2 separate regions of the Mus musculus genome follow, and region 1 is linked to region 2. A link is a contact called in public HiChIP or PLAC-seq data. All regions are on one chromosome and are shown on one strand. The core of a region is the stretch at or near the end of the contact, and the rest is flanking DNA. Distances in the headings are between cores, read along the strand shown.

Evidence for each region. HiChIP or PLAC-seq counts read pairs in DNA pulled down with a chosen protein or histone mark.
Region 1: a contact with region 2 is called in an H3K27ac HiChIP or PLAC-seq map of large pre-B cells, with 4 times the contacts expected there. The contact joins two enhancer-like sites.

What each region holds. Positions count from the first base shown.
Region 1 is chr2:170,251,498-170,255,331 of GRCm38.p6, reverse strand. No RefSeq gene overlaps it. Among named protein-coding and RNA genes, the nearest start is that of Gm17619, 59 kb to the right of the region's middle. Within about 2 kb of position 2,486, at least 131 of the 459 cell types and tissues checked have an H3K27ac peak or open chromatin away from gene starts, as enhancers often do.
Region 2 is chr2:167,647,181-167,651,436 of GRCm38.p6, reverse strand. All of the region lies in intron 2 of Tmem189 (transmembrane protein 189), which reads left to right. Among named protein-coding and RNA genes, the nearest start is that of Tmem189, 12 kb to the left of the region's middle. Within about 2 kb of position 2,031, at least 85 of the 459 cell types and tissues checked have an H3K27ac peak or open chromatin away from gene starts, as enhancers often do.

The DNA.
Region 1 (3,834 bases), core at 1,237-3,736, 2.6 Mb before region 2:
GATCCACAGAACCCACAGAGTAAAAGGAGAGACCTGACTACTGCAAGTTGTCCTCTGACCAAGACACACACACACACCTAAACTAAGTTGGAACAATTCAGGTATAATACTACACACAGAGAGAGACTTAAAATAACCAAGGAGATGGGGGTTGGTTGTTTGGTTGGGTTTCCTTGAGACAGTTGATGATAACAGACTGAGGGGTACTTAAATTCTTCATCCTCCAGGACAGCCAGGACGAGACAGAGAAACCCTGTCCCGAAATCCAACAACCACAGTCTTTTGTACTCTGGTGTCTATTGCAACACCATGTATAAGACCCCGAATATGGAGAAATAGGCTACGTATCTATCACTAGATGGACAGGTGAACCACATGTGACATACACCCGCAATGGAAAGGACTCCTGATCCCTGCTACAGAATGTGTGAATCTAAGATTGTCACGCCAAATAAAATCATACAGGAATTTATTACTGGTGTTTTGAGGAGTTCCAGCATTAAAAAGAAAAAAAAAAGATTTTAAAAACAGATTATTGGTGACCCCAGCCTGTCTTAGTCAGCATTGCTATTGCTGTGATGAAACGCCGTGACTAAAGCAACCCGGGGAGGAGAGGGCTTATTTGGCTCACACATCCATGAAACTGAAGTCTGTTAGCAGCTAGACCTATGTAGAAAGACTCTCTCTCTCTCTCTTTCTCTCTCTCTCATCACAAAAAAATCTAAATAATAATACTATCAAAATATAAACATTGTAAGCCAGTTTCAATTATATATTTGTCTCCTGTTCAGATGTATCCAGAAAGAAGCTAGGAAAATTCTGCTAGCAAGGAGTTCAACTGTCTCCGGGAGTTAGCCCATTCATTACAATAACCGGATAAGCCCGAGATGGCAGGTATCATCTCATTGCAGGATGGGGCTGGGTAAATCCTCAGTGGTTCAAAGCATCTATTGCTCTTGCAGAGGATCCAGGTTCTGTTCCCAACCCCGACAACAGGCAGCTCACAACTGCCTGCAACTACCGCCGTCAACTCTTCTGTACTTCAGGGACAAAGCACATATGCAAATACAGCCACCCACACAGAGACATGCTCCTATAAACATTTAAAAGAAAAAAAGGGGAAACGACCATCTGCTAACGGGCAAGCATTCTGAAATCTACGTCCAGCCTCCTGAGTCTATGCTGCCATTTGAACAATGCAGGAGTCCACTCTAGAAAGCCGCCCTTGGTCATGAGCTGCAAGCCCACACAGGTCAATCCTGCAGCCCAGGGCAGAGCCCAGCTGTTTCCTGGACAGCGCATCCATCTTTGCTCTAGGATACATGAAGCTGTGCTGTAAGGCTAGCTCCAGCCCAATCCTGACAAGGACTAGTTTTGACTAGAAATTCACTATCTGATCTCCATCTTCAGTTCCTAACAGAGGCCTGTCTCTGTGTGCACTCTAGTTTGTTGATCTCACTGGTAAGTTATGAATCACCACGTTGTCATATTGTCACAGGAACCCTATCAGAAGGCCATAAACCAGTTGGGTAGGCTGACACATGCCTATAATCCCAGCACTTTGGGAGGTGTATGTCTGTGTGTGTCTCTGTGTGTGTGTGTGTGTGTGTGTGTGTGTGTGTGTGTGTGTGTGAGAGAGAGAGAGAGAGAGAGAGAGAGTTTTAGTCAGGGTCTCCCTTATTTAGCCTCAAACTCACAATGTAGACCAGGCTAGCCTGAAACTCAGAAACCCACCTGCCACAGCCTCCCTAGTGCTAGGTTTAAAGGCGTGGGCCACCACACCCGGCCTAAATTTTTTTTAAGTGAACTGCATCTTGCTTTTTGCTGTCTCGAATCCTTACTGGCCCTCTCTCCTTCCACCATAGAATGCTAAGCAGGAAGACCCTCAACGGGTGCCCTTCTGTGCCCTTCCACCTCCCAGCCCCAGATCCATGAGCCAATACATTTGTTTCTGTTCTTTATAAGTCACTCAGTCTCTTACAGGATCATAACACACAAGTAGGCCTGGTATAATCACAGGCTCCCAGTGAGTGCCTGCTCAGCTCTGGGGGAAACAGAGCCAGAGATCCCAGCACTTGGGAGATGTGTGTCTGGGATACGGAGGTTTAGGTGAGAGAAGGGCCAGACATGGAGACAACCAGAGAGGTCTAAAGCTGGGAATGGAAGTGAGGCAGCTTCCCCCCAACATCCAATAGACATCAGCCCCAAGTCTTGAACGAAGCGCAGTGAGGCCCACTCTGGCCTCTAGAAAACACTAAGTTTCGGTCAATTCCTTTCCTTCTTTCTCATCCTTCCTTCCTCTGCTTCACTACAGACCAGAGTCTGGGGGACACAGGCAAAAATATACAGGTTCTCGTGTCCCAGGACAAAGAACTACACCAGAGACCTGCGGTTAGTGACAGAAACAGAAAAGGTTTATCAAGAAAAGGGAAGTGCTCCGGAGAGAGGCAGGCAGACTCTCAAAAGCACTGGAGCCCGAGTCACGTGACCTTCGGAAGATCATTTGTACAGCAGCTGCCTTCCCCCATGGTTAGATTGAGAAGACACGCTCTGTTGCAAGTAGCCCACGTGGAGAAGGGTTTTAGTCTTTCTCTGTCGAATGGCTTGCATCTACCATATGTTAACCTTGAAGCCTCTCTTTCTATAGCCCTACTTTACAGTCACGCAAGCGCACAGACACACACACACACACACACACACACACAGACACACTTTTCTTCCCTCCCCTTAACCCCACCTCACAACTGTCCTTTCACTTTGGGAACAAGCCCTAGAGCACTGACCTCATAAATGTGTTCTCTACCTCCACGACTAAACTCTACTCCCAGCTCCCAGCCCAGAACAGTGTAACAGTGTAGACAGCTGATGCATCTGGGATTTTGGTCCTCACAGCTCTGTTCTATTCACCCCCACACTTTGCATAAGAAATGTGCTGGGTTGCAGTTGAGAACTAACTCTCAAGGGCCCGGACTTAGAAAATGGCTAAACTCTTTCCCTGTGCCTTTGGTTACTCATGGATGCTCTCCTTGGTCCCCCACTCTCCTTCTGCTCGGCACCCCACTTCCTGAAGCAATACTCAGTGGTGGACACCATTTACCATCATGCCTTTGTGTACTGAGATTCTCTCCTATTCTCTGATATATCCAAGAATTCATTTTTAATTATGCATTGTGTGTGTGTCTCTGTGTGTACATGTGTGCTGGAACCCTAAGAGATCACAGGAGGGCACCACATCCCCTGGAGCTAAAATTACAAGCTGTATGATAGAAACTTATGAGGATATCTGCACAGATTAAAACTGATAAGGCTCCCACACATGTATCCAATAAGATGAAGCAATTCTTTGTAATATGTACAGTATAAAACATAATGCTGGTATATCACACAATCCCACAGGGCAAGCAATTGTAGAAAGAGCCAATCATACCATAAAAGAGATGCTTATTAAACAAAAAGGAAGAGTAAAAATCCCCAGGGACAGACTAAATAATGCTTTGTTAACTCTAAATTTTCTTAATATTGGTTAAAAAAAGAAAAAAAGGAACAACAGCAACGCTGGGTTATCTGAGGAACTAGGCTAACTCACGTACTATAAGGATGTGTTGGTATTAGAATGGAAGCACGCAATCGTTTTAAGATGGGGACATGGTTATGCTCATGTATCTATGGGGAATGAAAAAAAATATGGCTACCAAGAAAACTTAAAAAGATTAGATCTGACCAGGGAAACCCTCCTATCAGCTAAGACATGAATGTCTTCCCAAAGCAAATAGCCTAGGTGACTCACTCTCACAGACTGTCTCAGTCTGTCTCTCCAAAATATATATCCACATC
Region 2 (4,256 bases), core at 782-3,281:
CTCTCATTTCCCAGACCTGGACATGAGGCTGAGTGTGGTCCTCTCGACTCCACCTGCACAGGTGACCTTGGACAGTCCTTTGCTGCCAGCCTGAGCAGGTCTGAGATCTCTGAGCAGGGCAGGTGTGATGGGGCTGTCACTGGACATGAAGGGAGATTGCACCGTTCGTGTAGATGGTTCTCTATGATGACCCCGATCTCCTGATCTTCACCTTCAGAGTGCTGGGTTTACTCGGCAGCTGTTTCTGCAGGGTTGGAATCAAACCCAGGGAACCCAGGGCTTTGTGTGTGAGATATAATTCTCTTCTGGCAGTTGCTTTTAGGCCATTTCCGGATAAGGAATGGTGGAAAGAAGCAGGCATTGAAGCTCTGTGCTTGTGCCAGTTAGCACCCAGGGGGGCTGCTCTATGCTATGCTCTGCCATCGATCACTTGCCTTTAGTCTCATAGCCAGTGTCCCCTTCCTATCCCAGAGTCCCATCTAGGCTAGCACAATCTGGTTACTTGTCATGGCCCTATTTGAGGATCATTGGTCTGTGGCAGTTTCTCAGCCACAGCCCAGGCTGCCTTCAAGTTCTCTCTGTAGCCCAGACTCCCGATGCTCAGCCTCCTGAGTGCTGGGGGCAGAACTCAGGCCCATACACATACTGGGAAGGCGGTCTCCCTCTGACGCCTCACTTGCAATCTTGGCTGACTTGGGAACACTGGTTAGAATTATTAGGATGCCTCAGAGTCTAGAGTGGTGATGCTCTCCTGGCCTGATTGGTATCAGCAGAACAGCTCAGTGTAGCTCGCCACTGTGAGGTCACTTTGCCCTGGACCAGGAGCACCTTCTGGGTTTTTTCCCATGTTACCACGCACCCCTCCCGGCCTCTTTTGAGACAGCCTCAGCCCAAACTTAAGTCAGTAGTGAGGCCCATACAGCGCACTTTCCTGACGCCCTTGGCAGTGCTGGGTACTGGAAAGAGGCTCCCAAAGGCCACCCTGGCTTGACTTGGTAATGCTGTTCTACTGTGTTCTGATCACAGAGGATTAACTGCCCAGGACAGTTAAGGGGAAGGAGCTTAACCACACTAACCTTGGTCCACAAGGACTAACAGAGTCGATGCACTCAAGTCCAGTGTGCTCTGGTTTAAAAGAAAAAGTGTCAACCAAAAAAAGAAGGAAGGAAGGAAGGAAGGAAAAAAAAAAGGGAAAAGAAACCTCTATGGTGTCAAACAGAAGTCAGGCATAGTGGTAAGTGTCTTTAATCTCAGAACTCGGGAGGCAGAGTTTTGAGTTTGAAGCCAGCTTGGTCTACTTAGCAATTTCCAGGCTAGCCAAGGTTACATGATGAAACCCTGCCAATAAAGTAAGTAAGTGTTGGGACTGGGTGGGTAGCTCAGCGGATAAAGCGCTCACTCTACAAGGGTGAGTATTAGAGTTCGCATCCCGTATAGAAAAAATCCAAGTGTGTATAGCAGCCTACCTATAATCCCAGCCGTTAGGTGGAGATGGGATCCCCAGGGCAAGCTGGCTTGCTAGACTAGCCAAAGCTGCAAGCTCTGTGTTCAGCCAGAGGGCAGCAAGTAGAGAGCCTAGAAGAACCTTAGTGCCACCGTCTGTTAGGGTATGTTTGCACACCTGTCACCCTTGTACTTGACAGGCTGAGACCGGAGGATCAGAAAAGTTCAAGGCCAACCAGGGCTGCATGAGTCTCTGTCTCAAAAAAACACAATGTCTCTGCTGTCCTCAGACCAGGGGATGGGGGAATCTGTGAGCACATGGGCTTCTCCATGAACGAGCAATGCACCCAGGGCTCCGTAAAGGTCCAGTGGGGGCTGCGTGCATTGTACCAGATGATGGCACAGTAGTCACCAGCAAAAAGGGAAATGGCCAATGCATGTGACACATGAGTGACTCCAGATGTGCTAGCCCAGTGAAGCAAGCCAAACCCAAAATACTTGCAAACAAGGTATTACAACAATACCATCGCATCATCCCTCACCCCCTGTGCTGACTGACACGTTGCCTGTGGTCACCCTGTGATGTTGGCAGGGTTGAGTCATAACAACAGAGACTATGTGGCCACAGAGCTGGCTGCCTCCGTGTCTAGCTTTGTTATAGAAGGTTTGCTGGCCCCTTAAGCTCCACATGAAGAGGAAGCCGCGTGGTGACCTTGGCTGGTCAGAGAGGTACAGCCTTGAGCCACATAAGCCTGCACACCAGGGTGTGCAGGTTAGGTACAGTTCTAATCAAACTCCAGCCATACCTGGGGAAGGAAGAGATCATCTCATCCACGGCCTGGGCCGGACATTCAGGACAAGAAGCCTGGACTTGGAGCCCCTGCCGTGCTCTACCACAGGACCAGTATTCCCCATAACTGTCAGGATGGCGGTGTTTAAATCTGTCATTGGTCAGTGATACTGGGACAGGCCTCTGGAAGGATGCTGAGCCCAAATTTGGCAAGAGGCAGAGCAGTGTAGTTAGCTAGAGACAGGTTCCCCAACCCTTGCTTGCTTAGAGGCAGTATGTCTACACCATTCATAGTAGACAGTGGGTCCTGCAGTAATGCCCCAGACCTGCTGGGGTGCCCGGTAGCAGCAAGTCCTCTTCGGGGCACGTTGTCTTCACTGAGCAACAGGACTGCCCGGTGCTAGGCAGTGGAGCCCTTCTATCATCTTCCACCGCTTCTCTGGCCCCACTGCCTATGCTTGGATGGGTGAATAGAGAGATGAGCAGGTAGGTGGGTGGAGGGATGAATGGATAGTGCATAGACACATTAGGTAGGAGGTGGATGGATGCATGGGTAGGTAAATTTGTGGATAAGTAGCCAGGTGGCTGGACAGGTACCACTGGCTTCTAAAAACCTACCCTTAGCAGCTGCCTTTAAACAGATTGGACACTGGGATTCCATTCCCAAGGTAGCCTGCATCCTTCCTCCTGTCACCTGGGTTACAGTCTCACTCTCTTGGGAGGTGTCCAGAGGTTCTCACCCACAGGCCTCATGGCACCCCCAAGGCCTTGGTCCCCCGTCAATGAGAGTCCAAAAGCACCATTGCAACTCAGAACCTGGGCCAGGCAACCAGTTTACAGTCAGAAACTGAGGGATGGAGGACACTGGCACAGGCCTGTACAGCTCCTCATTCCCAGCTACCCTAATGGGTCAGCTCTGAGGGCCTACTGTGTGCCAGTTGCTACCCCACGCAGCATTGAGCCCATTGATGTCGCAAAACCAAGGTCCAGTCCTAAACCAGAGCCCACGGTGCCCCAGGTAACTCAGGTCTTAGGAAGGGCACGGAGCCAGGACCCTAAGCCTCGGAGGAAAGCAAGTTGTTGAACTGCATCCTGGAGAGGAAGAATGTTCCGGGCAGAGAGGAACAGTGAGGGCAGAGGCTCAAAGGACAAGAAGGTGCAGGGGGTGAAGGAAGGGCAGGGACACTGCTAGGCTCTCTGCCTCAGTTTCCCCATGTGTACGTGGCTCCTCCTATTCCTGATTTGAATCTCAAGGCCTTAGGAGCCAGCTATGCCACTGCCATGTGTTTGACTTGGGCTCCATCCCTCTGTCCCATTCTGTGGGTCACCTCTGTCGAGTAAGCTAAATGCTACTAACAGGTAAGAAAGTGACAGAGAGGCCACAGACAGAGAGCGTGTCCTGCTGAGACTTGATAAACAGTCACCACTGCGATCTTTTACATCTTCACCACTCCTGTTCCACAAGAGAAAGTGGGACACAGAGATGTTAAGTAACACACACGATCTCACACAGCTCATGGGGAGGGGAGGGCTACCCCAAGCTAGTTCTGAGCAGGTTGAAAGTAAACAAAGAGCCCGGCTGTGGTGGCGCACACCTTTAATCCCAGCCTTGGGAGGCAGAGGCAGGCGGATTTCTGGGTTCGAGGCCAGCCTGGTCTACAAAGTAAGTTCCAGGACAGCCAGGGCTATACAGAGAAACCCTGTCTTGAAAAACAAAACAAAACAAAACAAAACAAAAAAACTAAACAAAGGGAAAGCTCAAAACTGAGTCCATGATACAAGCCAGGTGGGATAGGTGGGATGGAGACAAAATTGCAAGTAAGGAATTGCTTATGTTTGCTGTAGCCCAGGCTAGCCTCTAACTCTGGATCCTCCCACCTCAGCCTCCCAGGTGCTGGGATTCTAGGCAGCTCAGCTGAGGCCTAGGAAGGCAGTGATGCCCCCACCTCAGGGAGTGAGTCTGCTCTGTGCAGACCAGAACCAGGGATGTTGCGTGAGACTCTGTGCACTGGGCAGGGGCCCG